3 separate regions of the Sus scrofa genome follow, and all the other regions are linked to region 2. Evidence: chromatin contacts called from public HiChIP or PLAC-seq and promoter capture Hi-C data. All regions are on one chromosome and are shown on one strand. Each heading gives the region's core, a stretch centred on a gene start, on an enhancer-like site or on the middle of the called end of the contact. The rest is flanking DNA. Distances are from core to core; before and after follow the strand shown.

Region 1 (2,754 bases), core at 91-2,590, 83 kb after region 2:
CATGGCAACACTGGATCCTTAACCCACTGAGCGAGGCCAGGGATCGAACCTGCATCCTCATGGATACTAGTTGGGTTTGTTTCTGCTGAGCCACAATGGAAACTCCCCCCCTCCTAGTTTCCATAACACCGCACTATCCCACATCTCTTCCTTCTATCCCAGTCACTTCTTAGATTCTTGCAATTTTACTTTCCTCTAGGAAGCCACTAGATGATGAAGCTGGTGATGCTTGTTCTATGCTTTATTCTTTTCTTATTTTATATTCTCTTTCTCTATCTATATCCATGGTTTTAATTCCTAGCTACATTGATGACAACACTTTACCTCAAATAATTTTATCTATTATGTTCCAGGCCATATGTCCAAATGCCTTTTAACATTTTGTACTATCTAGGGTTCTTAGTGACACAGACTCATTTGCCTTGGCTGATTTAAACAGAAATGAATGTATTAAAAGTTTACAGAATTATGGGAAGAGCAAAGCATAGGGTTTGGTGCCTATGCTAACCAGGTAGAAACAACAGCAAGTCATACCATAGAACTGGCCTGGTAAGGATACCAACACTGCTCTCAGCAGAGACCTGGCAGCTGGCACCACAGATAACCCTAGTGCTGGACAGCGGATACTGCCACTAACAGCACTGCCTCTATGGCACCTGGAGACACTATCTTGCTGCAACAGTCACCACTGCCAGAAAAGATTCTTAGAGGTTCCTGCTTCTTGGTGGTATAGCTCCCTCATCAAAGTCCCCAGTAAGTGCCTCTGATTATTAAAGTGTAGCCCATGACCATTGCCTTAGCCACAAGGGATTCTGGGAAAGCAAGTCACTGGCATTTCCAGATTCTGCTGCAGAAGGCAGATTCTATCTCCCACCAATTATTCATAACATAAGAAGTTCGCCAAACATATAAATTGAGTTTCAGAAGCTAGGAGGGGGAAGTTGAGGGAAAAAACTTCCATTACTTTTTCCTTGCAACAAAGGATGTGCTCTCTTGAGGAACAAGTTTGTAGAACTTTTTTGCATGTTTTAATTAATTAAGGCTAAAATAAAACCCTTTGTGATAACAATGCCCAGGTCTTTGGGGGAGAATTCTCAATGGGGATGCTAGCAGAATAGTTTGGGTACATCCAAATCTCCTGATACCTAGCAGGTTTTCAAACATGTTTTCAATTACCTGTTCAGAATGTGAGAAGGTGCAACTAAATAGCAAAATAACTCAAGTAATACAGAAGTGACATTAAGAGATAGTTGTGAATATTTTGTATCCTTCTAGTAGAGACTATGATCCTCAAATCACATAGCTAACTATTGATGAAACCACAGTAATAAATTCTGTTCAGTATGACTGAGTGTGACAAAAGAGAGAAATCCAACAAAAACTAAATGTTTTAAAATTTTGAGTCTTTTTTTCGGTTTTGCTATATCACAGTATTATTCAATGCCTGACCCCAGCAGAAGGAACTGGAAAACGTAGTTTGTAGAATTAATGTTTGCCTGCTAACTATGAATATTCAGTGATTTATGATGTTAGCAGATATAGAACCTGACGTGTGTACTCTAAACATTAGGGATGTATCATCAATGTTAGTATTTGACAACACAAAACCTCCTATTCTTACTAGTTTTATATTTTCTCTGAACTTGACCAAGGATTATTTTTTCTTATCTCAGCTTCTTGGGTTATCCTCTTCAAAGAAAATTCTTGTGACTTGCAGAGGTTTAGAAAAGATTACCCTTGACTAAAACGAGTTCTTCAAAAAGGGAAAAATTCTGTGCAGATCTCTTCCATTTGACGTTGCTAAACTTAAGTACAATAATGTCACATGCACTTATACAGTAATTGTGGGCACGCCTAAGTCCCTCCCTCTTTCCTAAACCAAATTCCCCAGATCCTAGAAATCCAGCCCTTCTGCCCTCCCGGAGGCGCCTTTCCCAACGTAAAGTACAATTTAAAATTTAAGCTCCTTACTAAATAATGATTCTGTAGTCAAGTGCTAGGGGATCTGGGCACTCCATTGCCTCCGGAGGGTGCAGCAGGGTGTAGGCAAGGGCAGGGGGAGTGGGCGAAGCTGCTGGTTGGTGCCTGAAATCTGTGCGTTGCCCCTTTAATTGTGTCCCCAGCCCTCGGGCGTTTCTGTCCAACGCCCACGTCAGCAAATACCTTTTGTTTCTCTCACGTTGGGGCTACTTGTTTTAGGGCGCAAAGGAACGGCTTCAAAAGGGGGTATTTCCCCTGCCGGGAACCGGGAATCTTCCCCCAGCCCGCGCGCGCGCCCCGCCGGTGCGCCGCGGCCCGCGGTAAGTGGCTGCGCGCGACGCGGGCGAAGGGCGGGCGGGGCGTCGGGGCTGCCCGGGACGGGCCCACGAGCCTAGCTGCGGGCGAAGGCGCCGCGGGCTCTGGTCCCCGGGCGGCAGCGGCGGCGGCGACAGCGGGATGCGGCCCCGGCGCGGCGCCCCCAGACGTTCCCGGTCCAGAGAGCGGCGGGAGGCGCAGAGGCGAGCGGGCGCCATTTGCAGCCCCGGGCACAGCGGCGGTGGCGCGCCGGCTCCGAGGGGCTGGAGACGGTCACAAAGGAGGCGCGGGCAGCCGGCGCCCAGGACCCGGCCTCCGGGCGGCGGCCAGCGGGGGAGAGGCGGGCGGCGGCGGGGCGCACCGGTCCCCGGACTGCGCGGCCGCCTCTCCGGCGCCCATCCAACCGCCCGGCCCGGCCCGCCTGCGCGCCCGGGAGGGGTTGCGGGACAATGGCAGCGC
Region 2 (2,807 bases), core at 155-2,654:
AGGCATTCTTAGATTTGCTGGGCTGTAGGAGGGAAGCCTCCTGGAGTCAGCCTTGAAGCAGGACTCACCCCAGTTGCTTGAGGTAAATAGTAATTAACTTTTTCCAGAATTCAGTTGGGTTGGTTTTGACAAACTAGCATGGAATGAAACAGGAATGCACAGGGCACTGTCCACTGGCAAAGCCAAGTCTCACTCATCCCACAGGGATTGCTGTCTCCCCACTGGACTGAGTTTTGGGAGACCCAGGACTGCATCTGTTTGGCTAACATCGGTATCCTCAGGACCTGTCAGAGAGTGCTGGCTGTGGCATAGACTCTTAATATTTGAATGAATATAAGAGTAAGCTTCTATTTCTAGAATCCTTTTTCTTCAAGGTCTAGATCAAATGTTCTCTCTTCTACGAAGCTGTGTACTTTCCAAGCAAAAATAAATAGTTCCTTCCCATGGGTTTCCACGACACGGTCGCTCCAGCCTCTAAGACTGTCTTTATTTCACGGTAGTTAGACACTGGTCTGAGTCGGGCTGTGTTCTCCCTTAGACCAACAGGAGCTAAAAGTAGGGCCTCAGTCGGTTTCATCCCAGAGGCTTGGCGGCCACACAGGTCAGGCGGGGTGGCTCGGACCAGGTTGCAGTGAGGCGGCGCGGGGCCCTACCCTAGAAAGGGCGCTGGCCCGGCTTACCTTCTCCTTGACTGCCTGGTAGCTCTGCTGCAGCCAGCTCCGCCACCATCCCACGTCCTCCCTGTGGAAGACAGACACATCTGGCGGCCCCGCGGTGCGACTTTCGCCCGCGCAAAAATCGGGTCTCAGCTTCCCCCTCAGATGTGGCCCGCGGACCGAGGCTTCGAAAGCCGCTTCCCCACCCCCTCACTCTGCGACTCCCCGCCTTTTCAGCTCCGTCCACGCCCACGCTGGCCTCCAGCTCCCCGCGGGGACCCTGGCCCAGCACCCCAACCCTGGGAGAATTCAGGGCCCAACGCCCGAGAACTAGATGACGGGCTCACCCTTCCGCCATCTTGCCCGCATGACATCATCACTATTTACTGACCTTTGACTTCCGACACGGCACCGCCCCCTCAAGCACCGCCCCGGAGAGCGGGGCCCAATCCTCAGGCCGACACCGCCCTCAGCCCAATCTCCGCCCCGCTCCTTCACTAGGCTCCGCCTCTTTAAGCTGCCTCTAGTCTCCGTCCAGAGTTCGGACTTAAACTCCGCTCGGTCCAATCCTCACCCATTTTCGTCTTCAGGCCCCTCCCCCTCACTGTTAGCCCCACCCCACCAACCTAGAACCTTTATCGATATCAGCGGACATGCGATACGGTGGCCGCTTTGGACCAAGATCAGCCCTCTGGCTGTGGGCTTAGAGAGCTGGGAGTAGAGGAATAAAGGGAGCGAGCCTGGCCGCTGCTCGAATGTCCGTAGGCCCTAAGCTCAAGGCTAGGACCGCCCCCCTTTATGAAACCAGCAGCGTAGCAGCTGCCTGGGGCTCTTTGGGCTAATTCAGCAACCGCAGTTTGCGGAGCTCTGGGCCAGGGCTTGGAGGTGTTTGGAGGAAAATTCAGAAGTGACTTCGATGCAGCCTCGGGAGACGGTCTCAGGATATTGGGGAGACACACATTTAGTTACCTCAGTTCTTGGCGACTTAACTCAGAATAGCGTGAGCTGGATGGGATCTGGAGAAATCCGGAGACAGTCTGGAGGAAGGGGATTGAGTGTGTAGTGGGGTGTGTGTGTGTGTGTGTGTGTGAGCTGGAGACACTTTCCAGAGCAGGCTTCCACTGCCCATGCTGCCTCATTTGCTTGCCTGCACCTGCATCCTCATACTTTGTACTGGATCCCATTACCTCTTGTCTGAAGGCGTAGCTTTAGTAATTATTTTCCCCCATTGCGTTCTCTTTCCCCTCTTTACCGGATTATTTGTGTCATCATGTATACTTTTATTATCCCCATCGTAAGCAAACAAAAACTTGACCCTCATCATTTCCCTGTTCCCCTTTGCAACAAACTCCTCCATTCTCTCTTTTTTCTTTTTTCACTCGTACTTGCCGCATATGGATGTTCTTGGGCCAGGGATCAAATCCAAGCCACTGCTGCGACCTATGCCACAGCTGCGGCAGTGTGGATCCTTAACCCAGTGCACCCGGCATTGAACCTGAATCTCCAAAGCCACCGCAGCTGCTGCCGTCAGGACCTTAACCCACTGAGCCACAGTGGGAACGCCTCCATTCTCTCTTGAGCTCACTTCAGTGAGGTTTCTACCTCTCCACTGTACTTTAAATCACTTTTGCTAGGGTGCCAAGGGCAATGACCAATTTTCAGCTCTTTATAGTATCTTATTTAATGCAACTGATCTCTTTCCTTTTATGTTCATTTTCTTCACGTGGCTTCCAGGACATCATGACCTCCTGACTTTCCTTCTACCTCACAGGCATCTCCTCAAGGTTCTTCGCTGTTTTCTTTTCTTTCCTTTTTTTTTTTTTTTTTTTTTTTTTTTTGGTCTTTTTGCCTTTTCTATGGCTGCACCCGCGACATATGGAGGTTCCCAGGCTAGAGTCGAATCAGAGCTGTAGCCACCGCCCTACGCCAGAGCCACAGCAATGCAGGATCCGAGCTGCGTCTGTGACCCACCACAGCTCACCGGCAACGCCAGATCCTTAACGCACTGAGTGGCCAGGGATCATACCCGAAACCTCCCGGTTCCTAGTTGGATTTGTTAACCACTGAGCCACAATGGGAACTCCTCCTTTCCTTCTTTAAGACTCACACCCACAGCATATGGAAGTTTCCAGGCTAGGGGTTGAATTGGAA
Region 3 (3,044 bases), core at 478-2,977, 130 kb before region 2:
GAGGGGGGCAGAGCCAGAATAGAGCCGGAGCCCCGCAACAGCCGCCAGGCAACAGCCGGGCAACGAACTGGCCAGACCAGTGCAGAGAAGACCCAAGGAGGGAGCAGAGGCTTCTAGCGGCGGGGTCTGGGGAGGGGCGGGGCTCACAGTTCCGCTGGGAGCGTGGTAGTAGCTGAGAACCGGGAAGCGGCCTCCCTGGCGGAAGCGGGCGCTGCGCGCCAGGGCATCGTTGTTCACCGCTCGAGGCACGATCACAGCGCGGGGGTAACTGGGGCACAAACTGAAGTCCTCGTTCGCCTCGCTCAGCCGCCAAGCGTTGGTCTGTGGCACAAGAAGGAGCAAAGATCAGGTCTAGGGCTCCCAGTGAGTGCCCCGTCCCTGCTCCCCTTCCAGGGCCGGCTCTTCCACATTCCCAGGCCCCCACGACCGCGCCCACCTCGCGAGCTACTCTCTTGTAGTAGCTTTCGGGCGGGTGGAAGTGCCAGGCATCGCCCAATCTCAAGCTCTTGGGACGGTAGAAGAATGGAAAGGAGGTGATGACTGATTCCAGGGAGGACAGCGCCTGGGAAGGAAGTCAAGGCATCTGGGAAAGGTTGGAATCCAGCCCTCCGCACCGCAGCTCTCGCCTCTCCATCTACTCCAGAACCCTCTGCATCTCTTTGCCATTAGCTTTGCTCCAGAATAACACTGGATGCTGGGTCCCCTTGAGCGATAACCCCCGCTGACCCCCTCGTTAAGGGATAGGTAGCTTAAGGGCCTCTGGTGCACCCTTGGCGGACCTCGATGGAGCGGGCGATGTCCAGCGTCGCCTCCACGCCCTCTATTTCTAGCTGCAACACTCGCAGGTCCTTACAGCGCAGCGTGATGGTGCCGGAGTCACCCTCGACCCTAGAGATGTACGGGTTTAGGCTTAATGTCCCCCGCCCCCGACCAGGGGAGGAGAAGGGAGTTTCGTAGGGTCGCACGTTATGCAGGGGCGCACCAGCTCCAACAGCGCTTGCCCTTCCCCCTCTCCCTGCGGAGCCGCGCGCTCCCCAACTACCCGGACGTCGCCGCCACGTCTCTCACCGCTTCTCGATGGAGTCGACACTACGCAACAGCAGCAGCCACAGATCTGGAGTCGCCTGGGCCCCTGGCGACAGCAGCAGGTGGTGGCCGGTGACGCAGAGCGTGCCGCGCAGCGGGGGCGTCTCCGAGCCCCGCAGGAGCTCGGCTTGGGCTTGGCCCGTACGTATCAGCTCCGAGAACTCCATTCCTCCAGCGGAGGGCCTGGGGCCCGACAGGAGGACAGACTCTAGGAGCGTCAGGCGGGTGAGCGCGGACTCCGAAAGGGACAGGAACTGGCTGGGCAGCTGGCGACGCCGGCAGGACAGCTGTTAAGGAGGCCCCTTGGAGGAAAAGATCACACAGCGTCACAGGACCCCCCCCCCCCATTGCCAACACTTCTTAGTGAGACCCTGGGGCTAGTAGAAACTGTTAAGGAAACCTCAATTTCATCATCTGTGAAATGGGGAGAATAACCTTGGTAAAGCCCTTTACCTCCTGCCTGAGTTGCCGGAGGACCTCATTTTTGTGTGTTGCTGTTGTTTTTAATTCTGGGGAGCTGGCACTCCCACTGATTTCAAAAAATAAAGGAAAAGACCGTCTTTCTCCTGTACCCTGGTGGAAGGGGTAGAAAGGGTAGATGTGAAACGGGGAACTGTCTGCATCCTCCCCTACGGCGGAGGCAGGGTGGGGGGAAAATCCCCTGGTCCACCTTAAACACAAGCAGCTGTGTCGCTGGCGCCCCTCCCCCACCACAGCTGGAAGTCCCTGCCTGAGGGCGCCCTCTATGGGGGCCACTTCTGGTACAGAAGCCCCATCCCGCGTCTCTCCATCCTTCCACCAAACATGAATGGACTCTGCACCGAGCTGGGCCTTACATTGGGTGTTGAGACGCAAGGATGGCCGAGGGAAGTTCCGTTCACAGAGTTTTCAGCCTGGGAAAAGACGCACTTAAGCTGGAAGACCCATCCATCCAAGTGTTCTTATATTTCTTTAACACTGATGCCTACACCGTGTTAAAGGCTGATTACCAAGAAGAAATGTCTCCCTGCCTTTAACGAGCCTTCTGGTCTACCAGGTTTCAGGCTTTTGTGTGTGTGCAAGACCCTTCTTTCAAATAATGAAGTCATCGGTGGACCCTCCCCCCCATCATATAAACATAAAGTTGGAACCACTCTGTGAAAGGAATCAGACATAAAAGAGTACGAATTGTAAAATTCCAGACCAGCTGAAATCAGCTGGGATGGGAATTCCTCAGAAATGCAAATTATCAGGCCCTACCTGACATACACTGAATCTGAAGCTCTGGGAATGGGGCCCAGCAATCTGCTTAAACAAGCTTTCCAGGCAATTCTGATCCATGCTGAAGTTGAGAACACTGGAAAGTATACAAAAAGGCAAAGCGAATCTATGCTGTCAGAAATTAGGGTAGTATCACTGAAACCAAGTCCCCCTAAAACTAAGTTCTCTCTCTCTCTCTTTTTTTTTTTTGCATTTCTTTTTTTTTTTTTTTAAGATTTTTATTTTTTCGGAGTTCCCGTTGTGGCTCAGTGGTTAACAACGACTAGGAACCATGAGGTTGTGGGTTCGATCCCTGGCCGCGCTCAGTGGGTTAAGGATCCAGTATTGCCATGAGCTGTGGTGTAGATCACAGACCCGGCTTGGATCTGGCGTTGCTGTGGCTGTGGCTACAGCTCCGATTAGACCCCTAGCCTGGGACCTCCATATGCCGCGGGTGCGGCCCTAAAAAAGACAAAAAAACAAACAAAATAAAATAAAAATTAAAAAAAAATAAAAGCAAGTTCTCTTACTGAGTTTATGATTCTCTCTATCCAAACTTTAATCCCCTTTTTGTCCCCTTTGACCATAATCTTGTGCTAACTGAATAATCAACCAGAGTGAGGTGACTAAAATTGCTGTTGTCAGTAACATCACTAATGTACTAAAATTGCTATTCTAGATATCGTCATTAACAGACAAACTCCAGTTGTTTCTCCAGG

What was found. Promoter capture Hi-C pulls out the DNA fragments that hold promoters and counts their contacts. HiChIP or PLAC-seq counts read pairs in DNA pulled down with a chosen protein or histone mark.
Region 1: a contact with region 2 is called in a promoter capture Hi-C map of liver, with 2.1 times the contacts expected there. The contact joins the promoter of ZBTB8A here to the promoter of BSDC1 in region 2. A contact is called at or near these places in 1 of 5 promoter capture datasets (liver) and 2 of 47 Hi-C or Micro-C datasets (embryonic fibroblasts and epiblast stem cells).
Region 3: a contact with region 2 is called in an H3K27ac HiChIP or PLAC-seq map of alveolar macrophages. The contact joins the promoter of LOC106510645 here to the promoter of BSDC1 in region 2. A contact is called at or near these places in 1 of 5 promoter capture datasets (liver), 2 of 47 Hi-C or Micro-C datasets (embryonic fibroblasts and skeletal muscle) and 2 of 2 datasets of contacts at active chromatin or transcription factors (alveolar macrophages and skeletal muscle).

The regions. Positions count from the first base shown.
Region 1 is chr6:88,920,906-88,923,659 of Sscrofa11.1, forward strand. ZBTB8A (zinc finger and BTB domain-containing protein 8A) reads left to right here and starts at 1,341. Exons shown (of 5, transcript XM_003356289.4): 1 at 1,341-2,300.
Region 2 is chr6:88,837,804-88,840,610 of Sscrofa11.1, forward strand. It overlaps BSDC1 (BSD domain-containing protein 1), which reads right to left and starts at 1,405. Exons shown (of 12, transcript XM_005665183.3): 1 at 1,048-1,405; 2 at 681-741.
Region 3 is chr6:88,711,121-88,714,164 of Sscrofa11.1, forward strand. It overlaps LOC106510645 (myotubularin-related protein 9), which reads right to left and starts at 1,728. Exons shown (of 11, transcript XM_021095804.1): 1 at 1,540-1,728; 2 at 1,069-1,388; 3 at 780-888; 4 at 437-562; 5 at 148-321. The coding sequence starts at 1,253.